2 separate regions of the Rattus norvegicus genome follow, and region 1 is linked to region 2. The links are chromatin contacts, called in public Hi-C maps. All regions are on one chromosome and are shown on one strand. Each heading gives the region's core, a stretch centred on a gene start, on an enhancer-like site or on the middle of the called end of the contact. The rest is flanking DNA. Distances are from core to core; before and after follow the strand shown.

Region 1 (7,665 bases), core at 3,415-5,914, 180 kb after region 2:
AATATTTACATCAGTGTTTTGTAGGAAAAGATAGGAATCAACCCAAGTGTCTGATCAGAGAACAAAATCCCCAAATCCTGAACCAGTTATCCAACAGAATGTTGTTCCTCGACAGTTTCAACACTAGACAAGATCCACATGTTCATTAATATAGATAATTGATGTCAAAAGTAGACACCAGGATTCGAAAGGATCTTAACTGAATTCCTACAATGTAGACCATGCACGCTACTGATAATTATTTACTGACACATGTTTCAAAATTAAAGAATATATCTGAGAAGGGGAAGGACACTGACTGTCGTGTATGCCTTGCTTCATGGTTGAGATGAAAATGAACTTCAGGCAGACACACATCACTTACGATTTCCAGAAGTAAGCCTGGTGGGTTATGTGCCTGCCATCCTAGCATTTGGTAGGTTGACATCTGTGTATTGTTACAAATTTTAGGTCAACGTGGCTTACGTAGCAAGTACAAGGTTATCCAGGGCTGCATGCTCCTATCTAAAAGGTCACCACTCCCATAAAAAGAGTCTCAAAGATTAAGACCAGAAATAAAAGAAAGGAGAATGGTTTGTACGTTAGTATTTTCCAGCCCAGTGCTGCCCCCAAGTGACCAGACTTGACATATATGACTTGATTGCCCCAGGGTTTACACTCAATAAAAGCCTAAGACAGCCTCACAGAGTGGAGTACAAGTGAAGACAAGCTGCTCAGGAGGAAGGGAAGCTGATCTGGGGTCCAAAGGGAAGCTGAACCCTGGCAGGTGATGAACAGGTACAGGGCAAACACCCCACTCCCATTGCCTCCCACTTGTCACAGCTCCTCTAAAAATGCCTGCCTCTGACAGTCCTGGGTCCATAAACCACCGGGCTATGTAGAGCACATCCTTACTCTCTGACAAGTGACCAATACATTTAAGATCTAAGGGCTCCGTGCAAACATCTGGAGAAACGTAAGAGTGTTTTCTGCATGAATAGCCATCGCTTTGTGTGGCCAAGCCACAGTCATGGTGTGCCCCGTGTAAGCGTTCACCGATTTAAAGGCAGTCGTTCACCATTTACTTTCTCTAATGCTTCAGCCACTTCAACTCTTCAATGCTTCCTAAGCTCTGTCAACCTCTTCACTTTGCTTTACTCCCCTGTCCAGTCTCCATTCTTCTCCCTCTTTTCTACTTGTCAGCTTTGTCCCTTCATTTTCCGCTCCCTTCCTGGTCCTTTATATCTATTCCCTATTTGCCAGGTCCCTAAAGACACCCATTCTGGGAGAGAGGGGCCTGGAGTCCACGTTCCTGCTTTCTCAGCATTTACTTCTTCCACACCCCCTGCACCCACTTCTCCATGGAAGGCAGCCGAAAAGGATCAGCAGTTCCTCCAAACCATGAAATACCAATCCTCAGACTGCTGTATCAGTAGCCGACATCTGGGTAGGGTGGGGGGAGCTGGTCCCTTCCCAGCCCATCTTGGGGGATCAGTCATGAGCAAAACACAGCTCATTTTGGAGGTTTGCATTCTGGTCCCTGTCTGAAGTGAGTGAATTTCACGTAGATGGTGAAAAATGTGTCCCAGATGTGGTGCTAAGAAATTATTCTGAGAACAAGGTTAGGTACACAAAGCCCCAGCCTCCCTGTGCATCTGTCACTGACGCTGCCACCTGCATCCAGCAGCAGCAACTTTCTGTAGCTCTTTATTGGGCTCTTCTGCAGCTGAGCTTTGTCTGTCTGCCTCTCTCTCATCTCTGCCTCAGTGCCACTCTCTCTCTCTCTCTCTCTCTCTCTCTCTCTCTCTCTCTGTCTCTCCCTCTGTCTATCTTTCCTTCTGTCTGTCTCTCTTCTCTGTCTCTGTCTCAGTCTGTCTGTATCTGACTGTCCCTCTATCTTTCCTTCTGCCTGCCTTTCTGTCTCTGTCTGTCCATCTCTCCCCATCTGTCTCTCTCATTCTGTCTCTGGCAGACTGACTCTCTCTCTCTCTCTCTCTCTCTCTCTCTCTCTCTCTCTCTGCTCATCCATCACCACCCTCGCTGACCCCCATTGTAGCCTTGTCCTCTATCCTTTTTCCCCCCATGGTACTCACTCCCCAGAGACCCTGCTTCACTGGGGTCATTCTGGAGTGTTTCCCCTTGGCTCTGACCTTTCCACCAAGCATACCACTCCAAGTGTGGCAGAGCTGGGCTCTGTGAGCTGAAGCTCAGGATGCCTCAGGGGTCCTGACCCTCTCACCCCGACTGAGTCAGCCTTTTCCCAGCCACAGTCTCTGTCACTCAACCAGGTGTAAAAACATAGGTCTCTTCTTCTTCTTCTTCTTCTTCTTCTTCTTCTTCTTCTTCTTCTTCTTCTTCTTCTTCTTCTTCTTCTTCTTCTTCTTCTTCTTCTTCTTCTTCTTCTTTCATTTTTACCTCTCTATTTCAACCTTAAGCCCTGCTAATCTTCTCTGCCACATGCCCGGTTTATTTTAAGCAAATCCTTGTTGAGTGAAGAGCTGTCTCCTGGCTTTGTTTCTCCTCATTCTGTCACAGTCTCCTCCTTCAGCACTAACCGTCCCTTGGGCTGGCTTTGGTAACTGCAACCTGGCAATGTTTTCCTTTTACCCAGTTCTACTTTGATGTCTCTGCAAACTAATCTCAAGGGACTTATCTTTTAAAAGAAGGGGAAATAAAACCCCGTATGTATTCTTTGAGTAGACTCAAATAGAACCCCGGTATGACTCAGCATTTAAAAGATTCAAAAGTCTCTGTTGGGATGTCGATGCCTTCAGTGCCTTTTCGGTTGGCCTCATTTTGCAGCCATAGAGAAGCAGATGGGAGCTCAGAAGTGGGGAGATGGGAAGCAAGGTTGGTAGGGAGGTTCCACGGAGGGATTTGGGGAGAAAGGGGCAGAGCAAGGTTAGCAAAGATGGAGGGCCCACGTGGAAGGAGTAGCTATCACTTCTAACTGGATTCAGCTGGAATTCAGACACAGACCCCACCCAACAGTGAGGAAACAGTCGACATGTCTGGACAAAAAGGGAATGACAGACGTGGGCCCTGGGCAGTTTTAGCTTCATGTGCCAGGCTGGCAGCTCTGCCCCTCGTCCTTTGGAGTTGATGAATGGTTCAAAGTAATTTTACCCATTTATAAGCTGCCCCTTTAGCTTTCCTAATAGTCACCTCCAATTTTATCTGTGGACTATGTCACAGTGTACGGACCAGGCCGTGTCTCACCCCACCCTCTTCTATGCTTTGTGGGATTCCCCATGCATGCAAGTCTATTTGGAGGAAAAATTCTCAGATTAGATGCTGCCAAATCGAGTGTGTATAGACAATATTTGCATAGTTGTTATCAAATTATACCACTTGGAGATCATAGCCATTTGATGTTTGGTCCTATTTATAAAATTATATTGGCTTTTTTTCAACTTTGAGTGAATAGAGTTCAAGAAGATTACCAGTGGATTTGAGAGTGTCTTAGTCTGGGTCTCCAAACCCTAGGCCATGAGCATTTCTTTCTCATTTAGATTAAGATTTATAGCAGGCAGAATCTTCCATATTCATTGGTCCTCTGAAGCCACTTGCTGGTTGTAGACACACAGTGCAAATGGGGAAGTGAAACAGAACTCAGAGAAGTTGGAAACAAAGACCAAGCTCATTTGATTAGTACCGTGGCATACTCTCATTCAGTATTTCCAGACTTCCCTTTCTCTCAGTTCTGCAGTCCACACCAAAGCTAAGCATGCTAGAAGAAAGATACACATACCCACAAGCCGTCACCAGCTGTGCCCTGTGGTTGTGTGCAACAGGTTATCTGAGTAAACCGTAAAGTCTCCTTTCAAACGGAAATGCATTTTTAAAATGCACCCAGGTCCTGGATTCTGCTTTTTAACGTATCTTCACTCATTTTAGTCTTTTAAAATACTTTGAGTTACTTCCTACCAGATGTCACTGAGCTCACGAAAGCTTCTTGGGGGACTTCCCCTGTGGCTTAGAATACCCCGGCCATGGGGCCGAGAGCTGGGGACTGAGCATGGCTCTGCATGTAGGGGGCCCATGGATAGATTCTCATCCGTACTGCAGATCCAAGCTCATATGCTGCTTTCAAATCAAGACTTCCCACAGGCCAGCCACCTCAGGGTGGCATCTCTGTGCTGGAGAACACCAAATTACAGCTTACTCCAGAGCCTTGAGTCACGTTGTGCGGTCTGTTACCTTTCTTTGTTTAGAGCCTTTTTAGTACTGATCCGTTACAGGAAGCATCTTCAGATTCTTTGTATCAAGAGGCTTGCTAAGCTTTTGATGACGAAAACATTGGAGATGACCGGACAGCCCTTTTGCTGGCTGTTTTTACTTGTCCAAAGGAACCGACTGTTCCCCAAATAACAAAATCGTCATTCTCAGTCCCAAATCTTGCTTAGCTATATGAACTTAGTTCCCTCAGAACGAATGTGTTTAGCTGGCCTATATATACACATTCGATTCCCAGCGATGTCCCTGTCATGTTGACTGACACTGGGCCTGCCATCAGTTTCTCCTCCTGTCTCTGGAAAATAGGAATAATTGCATTGGCCAGCTACCACTCTGGCATGTTGTCAGCGGTGGTGAAATACTGTTTTCAAAAGGCATCTTTGGAAGGACTGGGCCGTATCAATCACGGTCTCTCGCCACTGTGGTTACTTTAGTGCTTATTTACTTAGTAGGTCAGTGGAACATTGCTATGTCTTCTTGGACAAGCTGGGTGACTCATGGCATACTCAGACCCAAGCACAATTTCGAATCTGTAACCTTCTGAAGCTTCAAGGACTCAGCTCAGAATATTCTTTCTGTTCTTGGAAATTTTGTAGCTGGTTATCTTTGGAACCATATGTGTGGGCTGTTTGAGTCAAACGCTGGTTCGTATGCAAAAGAGCATTTCAAGTATACTGCACTGTCATGAACAGACTGGTGTCCTGCTATCCCCATGTTGTCTTTGAGATTTAATGTTGGTGCTTAAAAATCTGTCTTCTTAAAACATAGGTGACACTTTCATCTCAGAGTTTCAGATCTGTTGTTTTAAATCAGGCACGTGTTGAACAGTGAAATAGAATGTTTGCAAACTAAACAACGAGACTGTGGAGTCTTGCTGACTGTGCTACCTGATTCCCACTAGCCACCAGCGTTAGAGGTAAGAATTCAGGCCTCCAGTTCAAGAGATCAGCAAGCCATGTAGCTAATGGGCAGTTTCACGGTGACATTCTGATGGGCAGGGTCTGAAGGTCTGATCTGTAATTTGTGTCTTGAAAGATATATGTAAATCCTTGACCTGGACACTTTGCCTCTCTGCCCTTCTGCTTCACCCATTGCTTAGGACCCAGTATTTTAATTAAAAATTAAAAATGATCCGAGTACAAGTCTGAGGGAAATGGCATGTGGGATTTCCAATGGAGGCTGCGACAGCAGCCAATCCAGCCATTTCTGAGAAATTGTCTGGATTGGAGTCACTCCCAGAACTCTGATTTATCGGCAACTAAGCCTAGAGCTAGGCTGAAAGGAACACAAATCTGTTTGTATACACAAATAAATCCTCCCGTGCTGCGTGCCACTCTCTGCCTGCCAGCCTCGTCTCGCTGCTCCAGAAACTGTAATCTGGTGTCGAGGTAGTTAACCCGCACGCAGGGAGTGGGCTATTCTGATTATTGAAAAGTTCCGCGTTGGCGGTTAGCCCGATTTCTACAGGAAAGCTGCAGGGGCAAGGGTTTCCCTGGGAGGATGTCTTGCCACTGAGCTTCCTCTCTTCCCGATGGTCAGGGCTGTATGCTCATCCCTCAGCCTCAGCGATGCACCTCTGCTTGGAACACTCACAGCTGCCCCACAGATCCAGAGCCATGTCGGTGTAGCAGGCCATCTCAGGAAGCGTTAACCGAGAGGGAAGGTTAAAAGTCTCTACCCACAGTTTAGACAGGTCAGGAGATCCTGAAAATAGAGGAGTTTTGGTTTTAGTTGTTGTTGTTTGTTTAGTGTTTTGGTATAGAAATATTCCTTAAGGAAGAGCATACCTGATAATTTGATAAGAAATGATCATCTCAGAAAACATGCATTACAAGATACACAGACTCAGCAGGTTTTAGGTAGGAATATATATATATATATATATATATATATATATATATATATATATATATATATATACATACACATATATGCATGCAAGAACAATGAAAAAAGATCCCGTGAATTTGAAAGCAAGCAGGGAGGAGGTATATTGAAGGGCTTGGGGAGGGGAGAAAAGGGAAGAAATTATGTAATTATTATAATCTTGAAATTTTAAAAAAAATGCTCCTGTGCTATGGAGAAAACAACTTTTGTTTAGAAAATGCCATAATGAAACCTAATGCTTTGTATGTTAACAAAAATAAATGAATACTTTTTAAAAGTATATTCTGAACATTTTCTAAGATTTTGTTATCACATGTATTTTTATTTACTGTGTATACGTGTGTCACAGCACACACGTGGAGATCAAGGGCCAACTGTGGAAGTCAGTTTTCTCCTGATACCACATGCATCCCAAATACTGAACACAGACTTTGCCCCAAATACCTTTAATTAATGCTCCAGATAGTTTTATGCTGACTCAGCACAAGCTAGTCATCTGAGAGGACAAAACCTTCATTGAGAAAATGCCTTCATAACCAGACTGCTAGAGCATTTTCTTAATTAGTGATTGATGTGGGAGGGCCCAACCCACTGTGGGTGGTGCCGTCCCTGGGTCGGGGGTCTTGGGTTCTATAAGAAAGCAGGCTGAGTCAGCCTTGGGAAACAAGTCAGTAAGCAGCACCCCTCCATGGCCTCTGCGTCAGCTTCTGCCGCCAGGTTTCTTCCCTGCTGTTCTGATTTCTTTCAGTGATGAACAATGATGTGGAATCATAAGCCAAATAAATTTTTCCTTCTCCAATTTGCTTTTGGTCATAGCGTTTCATCACAGCAATAGTAACCCTAAGGAACTCACTGAGCCTTCTTGTAGACCCACTACTTGAAAATCCTTAGTCCTAGATCTTTATTTTATTAACAGCAAACATTTAAGAACTACTAACTAGGCAGTAGGAAATGTCTAAGGGCTTTACCACTCAGTCCTCTAGCGACCTATCTGTACACGAAGTATTGTGTTTGCTGTACAATGAAGAAATCAAGCCAGTAGAAGAGTAAACAGCCACAGGCTAAGAGGCGATTTGGAACCAGGCAGTGTGTCTGTTAGGCCCACACTCTTTTCTTTTCTTTCTTTCTTTCTTTTTTTTTAAAGTCTTTTAAATGATTTTATTGATCTGATTGAATCTTTATACGTATTATCTCCCTGGAGATGCCACATTTTCTTTATCAGGGCTTGATGTTCAGCTGTTATAGAGCATGCATTTCCCTCAGTCAGCCTCCGAGTCTCCACATTTTTCCATTAATAAATTTATTTATTCACTTTACATCCTGATCACAGGCCCTCTACTCCCCAGGTCCCCTTCACACATCCTCTCCCCCACCGTTCCCTCTCCCTCATTTCTGAGAAGGGTGAAGTCCCCCTCGAGTACTCATCTACCCTGGCACCCAAGTCACTGCAGTTTTGGGTACAGCCTCTCCCACTGAGGCCTGCCAAGACAGCCCAGTTAAGGGGACAGGATCCACAGACAGGCAACAGAGTCAGTGTTCAGTTGTTGGGAGAGCTGCATGAAG
Region 2 (6,757 bases), core at 2,130-4,629:
ACTTTGGTTCAGACCAAAACAAAGACTTTATCTTTTACTGTTTCTTACCATCTAAGGGCTAATGAGTTAAACTGATCCGTATTTTCATTTGTTTCACAAGTACCTTAAAAAGAGGGGATTTTTAAGTAATTGAGTAATTACTTAAAAGCATCATTACTCTGTTACTTTTGTGAAGAGCAGTTTGATAATGTACGTTCAAGGGTTTTTTTTTTTCCCCTAAAATTTTTAGACAATAGAAAATTTTAAAAAATCTAGTTTGTCATCATCCAGCTTCCAAAAATTCGTTAGGTGGCTCCCTCTCCTGGAAAGAAGTGAAAGGTGAGTTCAGCTCTGGTTCCTTACTTTAAAACTCTATGAAGCAAAAGTAAAGAAGCAAATGCTAGTGACCTTTCTATTAGTACCAAGACAGCTGGCTTTATAGAAACCGTGCCACCAAATGTTCAGTCTGCACGGCTAACGAGTAGTGCACAAGATCACCATATAAAAACAGTACTCTTCGTTACACATGCGGGTATGTTTTCAACTAGTTCTCAGTCACACTACACATACTCTCAAGTTCACTACCAAAGATCAAATGTTTCTATAAGGGAAGCAGCTACTCCAGGAGGATTTTAGGTTAAGCTCCACCTCCTCAGGTTAAAAAAAAAAAAAGCACTGTTGTACGGGTAGTAAAACTCCAAAGTGTGTGTTTAACAAACATGTGGCACGAAAGCTTCGGTACTACCCCTGGGAGCTGGGCGGTCTAAATTAAAGATGCAGTTTACGAATGCCACACTCTAGTAGACATTTTCTCACAGACATTTATTTATCCTGTACTCCATGTACTCATCCACCCAGAGCAATTTTGGCATTAGGTTTCAAATAAAGTGAGGAAAATGTAAAGTCACGAACACATTTGACTATCTCAATTGCAAAACAGGCTGAGAATGCCAAGCAAGGCAAGATACAAAAGCTCACAGTGAGAGACAGCTTTGCTGTGTGGACCCTGCATAACAAAGTTTCTCAAGTTCAGAAGCCTATGTTTTTAAAGAAGCAAACACAATGTTTAATCTTAATATTAGTTATTCCTAATACATCAATACCTAGAATCAATCCTATAAAAATTGTTCCATAAGTACTCAGTATTTTAAATGCAAAAACTGTATATACCTTAAGTTAGGTGCTAAATTTTGGACCCCCCCCCCAAGAGATTTTGACTTGGACTACAGTCAACTACACTGCTAAGTGCTGTCCAGGGACCAACCTAGCTGATATAAATACAGCTTGGAGGGGTGGGGGCTGGGAACTGGGGTCGTATTTAAGGACTCAACCTTTAGAGACTCACTAATCTAGAAACTAATGAATAAAATAATCCTCCAAGGTAGGCTGAACTGAATTTTACACTGATCAGAGATAAAACAGTATTTATTAAACAATCTGAACTTTAAAATTGACTCTTCACATACATCTTAACCGCAACTTTTAATTTTACTATGGCTCACATTAACTTCATCTGATCAAATATTCGTGCTAAGAATAGTTGGCTGAACTAATCAAGACTAGTTTCTCTTGACTAAAACGCAGAAAACTTGAAAGAAAAAGCAAGCCACAAATAGAGTACATTCCTATTCAAAGTTTAATGAACAACAGGAACAAGGGCCAAACCCTCTGGCCATTAGTGACATTCTTAGTGGAGAAAGGGCGTGAACTATACAAACAATTACTTGGGGTTAATTTAAAATCACTTTCCCTAGTACTTGACGTTTAAAACTGGTAACTTTTCTTGTAGCCAAGAGAGATCACACCCCTACTGGACAATCACTGCCCAAGGACACAGCACTTTAGCCGGAGGGGGGGGCGGAGGCGTGTAGAAACACTAATTACTCCAAAGATAAACCGAATTTTTCTCTTATCTTTTTTCCTGAGGCCATCAGTAAAAAGATTCCATTCTATGCTCCTAAAAGGTACATTTTCGGAATTAAGTCAAAAGAGAGCAAATAAATCTGTTGGGCTAGAGGCTAGGACCTTTATCCTTCGATCCTAGCTCTGACCTAAAAACACTTTAATTCCTTCCTTAACCGGATTACCATATGACTAGGGCAGGTCTCAGGATCAGGAATGCAAAGGTCCTGTCTTGGCCTTTAGCCTTCCCAGACCAAATCCAACACTTTTCCCCATTCCCTAGCTTCTAACTCCACGCAAAACACGAGTCACGAATTAGCTCCCTTCACTTACCACCACCCCACTCTCTGATCTCATCTTTCCTACCTGGTCCCAGAACTAGCTGACTTACAGGGAGTTGATCTAAGAAACAAAACAAAGACAGACTCTGGGAAGTTAGGCAAGCCCGGCGGGACAGCAAAGGAAGTGCGCCCGCGGTGCCCTAGACCTCGGAATGGGGAACAAGGGCTCGCGATCGCACTGGCACTGGCATCCAGACTGAGACAGGAGGGAGGGCGGAAGGGAACTCGCGAAGAGGCATTTTGGGAGAGTTGGGGACGCACTCCCTCTGGCGTTGAAGAGCCCCGCGCCCGCACCTACCTGTAGCACCAGCGGCTCGGGGTTGAAGGCCAGGGTGAGCAGCAGCTGCATGCGCTCCGAGTCCTTGAGGTTGCGCAGCAGGAAACTGCCCGAGTCCTTGGTCTCGGCGTAGCGGCGCACCAGGCGGTCCAGCAAGCGCTGCGAGGGGCAGTGCACCAGGTCTGACCAACCCTCCACCGCCTCCGGCGTGAGCAGCCGCACGTCGCCGTTGAGACGCGCGAACTCGGTGCGGGGCATGGCCTGGAGCAGGTCGCAGCGCGGCCGGCCGGTGGCCCGCTTGCAGATGCTCTGGTCGAGCTGCGCCAGCTCGCGCTGCGAACCCAGGCGCTTGAGCACCACGCGCCGGCGGCCGCCCTCGCGGGGCTCGCCGTACTGCGCGAAGTACACGTTCTTCACGTTGAGGAAGTCCAGCAGGCGCAGGCGGCCCCACGTCTCGAAGCCCACCTGGCCGTTGAGGAAACGGCGGCACCAGCTCGTGCCGAAGCACGCCGGGCACTTATTGAGCTGCAGGAAACGCCGGTCGGCGAGCTCGTTGCGCTGCCAAGAGGCGAGCAGCGACGGCGAGTGCAGCAGCATCAGCACCAACAGGCTGCCGAGCGCCGCCAGCTTCAGTGCACGGGACAGGCGGCCCAGCTTCAGGGGCACCAGGCGCCACATCCCGCCCGCGCGCGGCAGTGGCCGGGGCCGGGGCGGGCGAGCGCACCCCGGGCCGCCCCACGGCGCCGAGGCCCGCGGCGCAGACGGAGGGCGGCAGCGAAGAAGCCCGAGAACGGGCTGCGCCGGCCAAGCGCGGCGACTTCCCGATCGGCTGTCTCCACAACTCCGGGCGCCCTCCTCCGAGCTCCCCGCCCTCCGACTCCGCGGGCGCCGCCTCCTTGCCCGCCAAGTTATAGAGGCGCGGAGGGGGGGGAGGGAGCGCGGGACCCGCGGTCGCGCGCACGCGCACTCTCGCCCGGGACGCTTGAGCTGCGCCTGCTGGTCCCGGGCGAGCAGCGCGCGCGGGGGCGAGTGGGGAGTCCGGGCGCCTCTCACTCCAGAAGCTACGGTGTGAGGAGGGGGAGGAGAGGATGCGGCGGGCCCCACGCGCGGGCACGCCCGAGAGCGAGGGGCGGGGCCGGGGGCGGGGCGAGCGCGTCCCCGGGAAGCGTCAGCGCGAGCTCGCGGGGAAGGTGGGTGGAGGGTGGGTCCGGGAGGGCGGAGCCGACTGGCTCTGCCACCCCAGACCTTCAGTAACGGTTACTCTGGTGTGACTGTGGGGCTTCCCAGGCGCGCCGGGGGCCTTTGTGGAAAGGTCACCCGAAGGGAGAGGGCGGAGAGAAGTGCGTAGCGGGAGCAGAGCGGCCCATCCCGGGAGCGGGAGGAGGCGGGACCGAAGCCTGGGGGCGGGGCAGGAGTGGGGCCGGGCCCAGGTCCTGGGGGCGGGGCCGGGCCGCCTGCTCCAGGCCTTATATGGTGTGGCGCGCGCGTGTTCTTTTGACTGGCGGGACCTCCGGGTCGCGCGCTTTCTGCTGCGGTAGGGCCTGTGGGCCGACGGTGGGAAAGCGGTTAAGGGCCGGAATGCCTCTGCAGAGCTGGCGTTGTCTCTGCCAGAGGCGTTTGCAGTTTCGCTGAGTGAGCACTGGCAGGATGAGGTCCTTTCTCACCGGCGCCGCCCGTCGGGTCCCTGAGGAGCTTGGTTCCCCCTCGCTTCTCAGGCTGGGCCCAGGCCTGCCTTGCGGCCAGGACGCGTTGCTGTGGCGATGACCCTAGGGAGCCAGGCCGTCAGATGCTGCACCTGTGCTGTCTCGTTACCTCCTTCTGACACCAGACTGTGGAAATAACGTGGCCTAAAGCGCGTGGGTTTTAAGTTTTCGAAGGTCCGGGATCTTAAGCAGTAACTTCAGAATATGTTCTGTCAGAATACTTTTTAACTTTTAGCACTCGTGTGATCGTTGGCCTGATGGATAGCCAGTTCCTCTTACGCTGTTAAATATACTTTTACTGCGTTGATTTTAGAAGTCAAACAGGAAGTCACAGTAACGGGTATGTAGAGATAAACTACCGAAAAAAATGAGAGTTGTCTATGCTAGATTGTGACTCCCTTTCCCGAATTTTCTGTATAGTAGCATGAAGACTCATCCTCTGAAAGAATACTGGTAAGGTTAACGTTTTATGCTTTGTGATGTAGGAGTTTTAACTTTGGAAGAAATCTTCATCGTGGTGGTGATTTTTACAAGCTACTACAGAATACAAGTTTTAAGATGTTAGACTTCAAAGGCGTATACAAAGTGACTGGGAAATTTGGCAGATACAGAAGAGCATCTTGTGTTTCCTTTGGCAGGGATTTGGTTTAACTTGCCCATCAGACATCCCCCAAATCCATACAATAAGGTTCCGTAAGCAAAGGCTCAAATGAAGTCTACTCTGAAGTGTCTGGAGCTACGAGACTAGAGCTGTATGGTTCATTTGTGCTGCTGCTGCAGAGTTGTAAACTAAGCGAATAATTACTAACCTGTGTGTTGTCTTCAACACCCTGTCTACATCCTTCAGAGATTGCTTTAATGCTAGACAATGTGTGGCATCGCTTTAAAAACAAAATATTCTAATGGCATCATTTTATCAGTGTAAACAAACAAGGTTGTTTTACTCAATATAAGTTGTTTGAAGGGAGTCTTTGCTTAAAACTATATTTTGTTTAACAGCTCTGAATTTAGGGAGTCAATGACCTTTCTGCCTCAGTCTCCTAAGAGTGAGAATTTAGAGACATGACACATCATAGTCAATTGTCTGGAGTTTTTGCCATTAAAATTTCTAGATATTAAGATAGTCTTCAAGAATTTAATAACGTTTGCAAAAAAAAAAAAAAAGCTTTAGAGACACATGAAATAAACTCGGAGAGAGATTGGAAAAGATCAGTAAGTGTTAATGCACTTTTCCCCACTTTCCAGTAAACTACAGGATGCTTTTAGCTAATGGATCGTAAACTGCAAGCCAAAGTTCTTGATCATTATTTTAAACAAGAACGATGTAATTTCCAGTGTGACTGCCATTATTACAAATGTATCCAGTGCAATTAAAGACCACAGTGGTTTAAATATGTTTTTCATTTATGTATATACATGCACACACACACACACACACACACACACACACACGGGTGTTAGTTGGGTTGGGGTGGATGTCAGAGGTTGATTTGAGGAAATCAGTTTTCTCCCTCTGCAATGTGGCTATTAGGAATTCAGAGAGCCAGGCTTGGCTGCAAACACCATAACTTGCTGAGTCATCTCACCAGTCCAAGACCACAGTGCTTTGATACCAGTCATCTAATTTCAAAACTATTTACTATTCTGTGTACAGGCACGCCAGTGCATGTATATAAACCATGTGTATACGGGAACCCTGGAAGGTCAGAAGATTCATCAGTGCTCCCTGCAACTAAAGTTACAGAGCCTTATCGGAGCCACCATGTGGGTGCTTAGAACCAAGCCCTAGTCTTCTGCTAAGAATGAGGCTCAGCTTGGAGAGGGGTTCTGAAAGAACTGAGAGAGGGCGAAAACAAACTGGAAGTCAAATCGTGGGTCTAGACTGGTGGCCTATGCTCTACTGGAGACAGCTTTCCAGCCTGACAGTTCTCTCTCTCTCTCTCTCTCTCTCTCTCTCTCTCTCTCTCTCTCTCTGTGTGTGTGTGTGTGTGTGTGTGTGTTTTGTTTGAGACAGTTCTCTTTCTCTCTCTCTCTCTCTCTCTCTCTCTCTCTCTCTCTGTTTTGTTTGAGACAGTTCTCTAAGCAGTTCTCTCTTGCTATTCTAAAAACTCTCTGGATAGCTCATCTCTTGCACACTATAAGTCTTGTCTTTTATTTTACATATCAATTCAGTCATTTACTCCACATTCCCTTTTGATTATCCTATGAATGAGCACCCTATGACCCCTGTCCCTTAATTCTTAGGAGACTGCAAACACATTTTCTTTCAAAATTGGAAAAGAATTCAGAGATCTGCCTGCTTCTGCTAAGCACAATGATAAACTAGCTGGGTGGCACCTGGTCCTGAAAATACCGTTTTTACCATGCCTAACTTTATTGTGTCTTAGGCTGACCTTGAATTAAGGAATCTGCCTGCTTTTGTATCTTGCTGAGAAGCTGACTCATTACTTCAGCTACCTTTGTTTCTTTAGATTCATGAAGCCCCTCATATAATTCATATTTCATCCTTATTTTTTCATATTGAGAAATTACATATTTTTGATCTCATGTTTTTA

Evidence for each region. Hi-C and Micro-C count contacts between places; a contact is called where the count stands out from the background.
Region 1: a contact with region 2 is called in a Hi-C map of kidney, with 4 times the contacts expected there. The contact joins the enhancer-like site here to the promoter of Dipk2a in region 2. A contact is called at or near these places in 2 of 12 Hi-C or Micro-C datasets (frontal cortex and kidney).

The regions. Positions count from the first base shown.
Region 1 is chr8:104,143,852-104,151,516 of GRCr8, forward strand. All of the region lies in intron 2 of Slc9a9 (solute carrier family 9 member A9), which reads left to right. Among named protein-coding and RNA genes, the nearest start is that of Slc9a9, 35 kb to the left of the region's middle. Within about 2 kb of position 4,665, at least 29 of the 93 cell types and tissues checked have an H3K27ac peak or open chromatin away from gene starts, as enhancers often do.
Region 2 is chr8:103,966,082-103,972,838 of GRCr8, forward strand. It overlaps Dipk2a (divergent protein kinase domain 2A), which reads right to left and starts at 3,380. Exons shown (of 3, transcript NM_001134472.1): 1 at 2,521-3,380. The coding sequence starts at 3,177. LOC102552709 (a long non-coding RNA gene) reads left to right here and starts at 3,658. Exons shown (of 4, transcript XR_005488380.2): 1 at 3,658-4,542.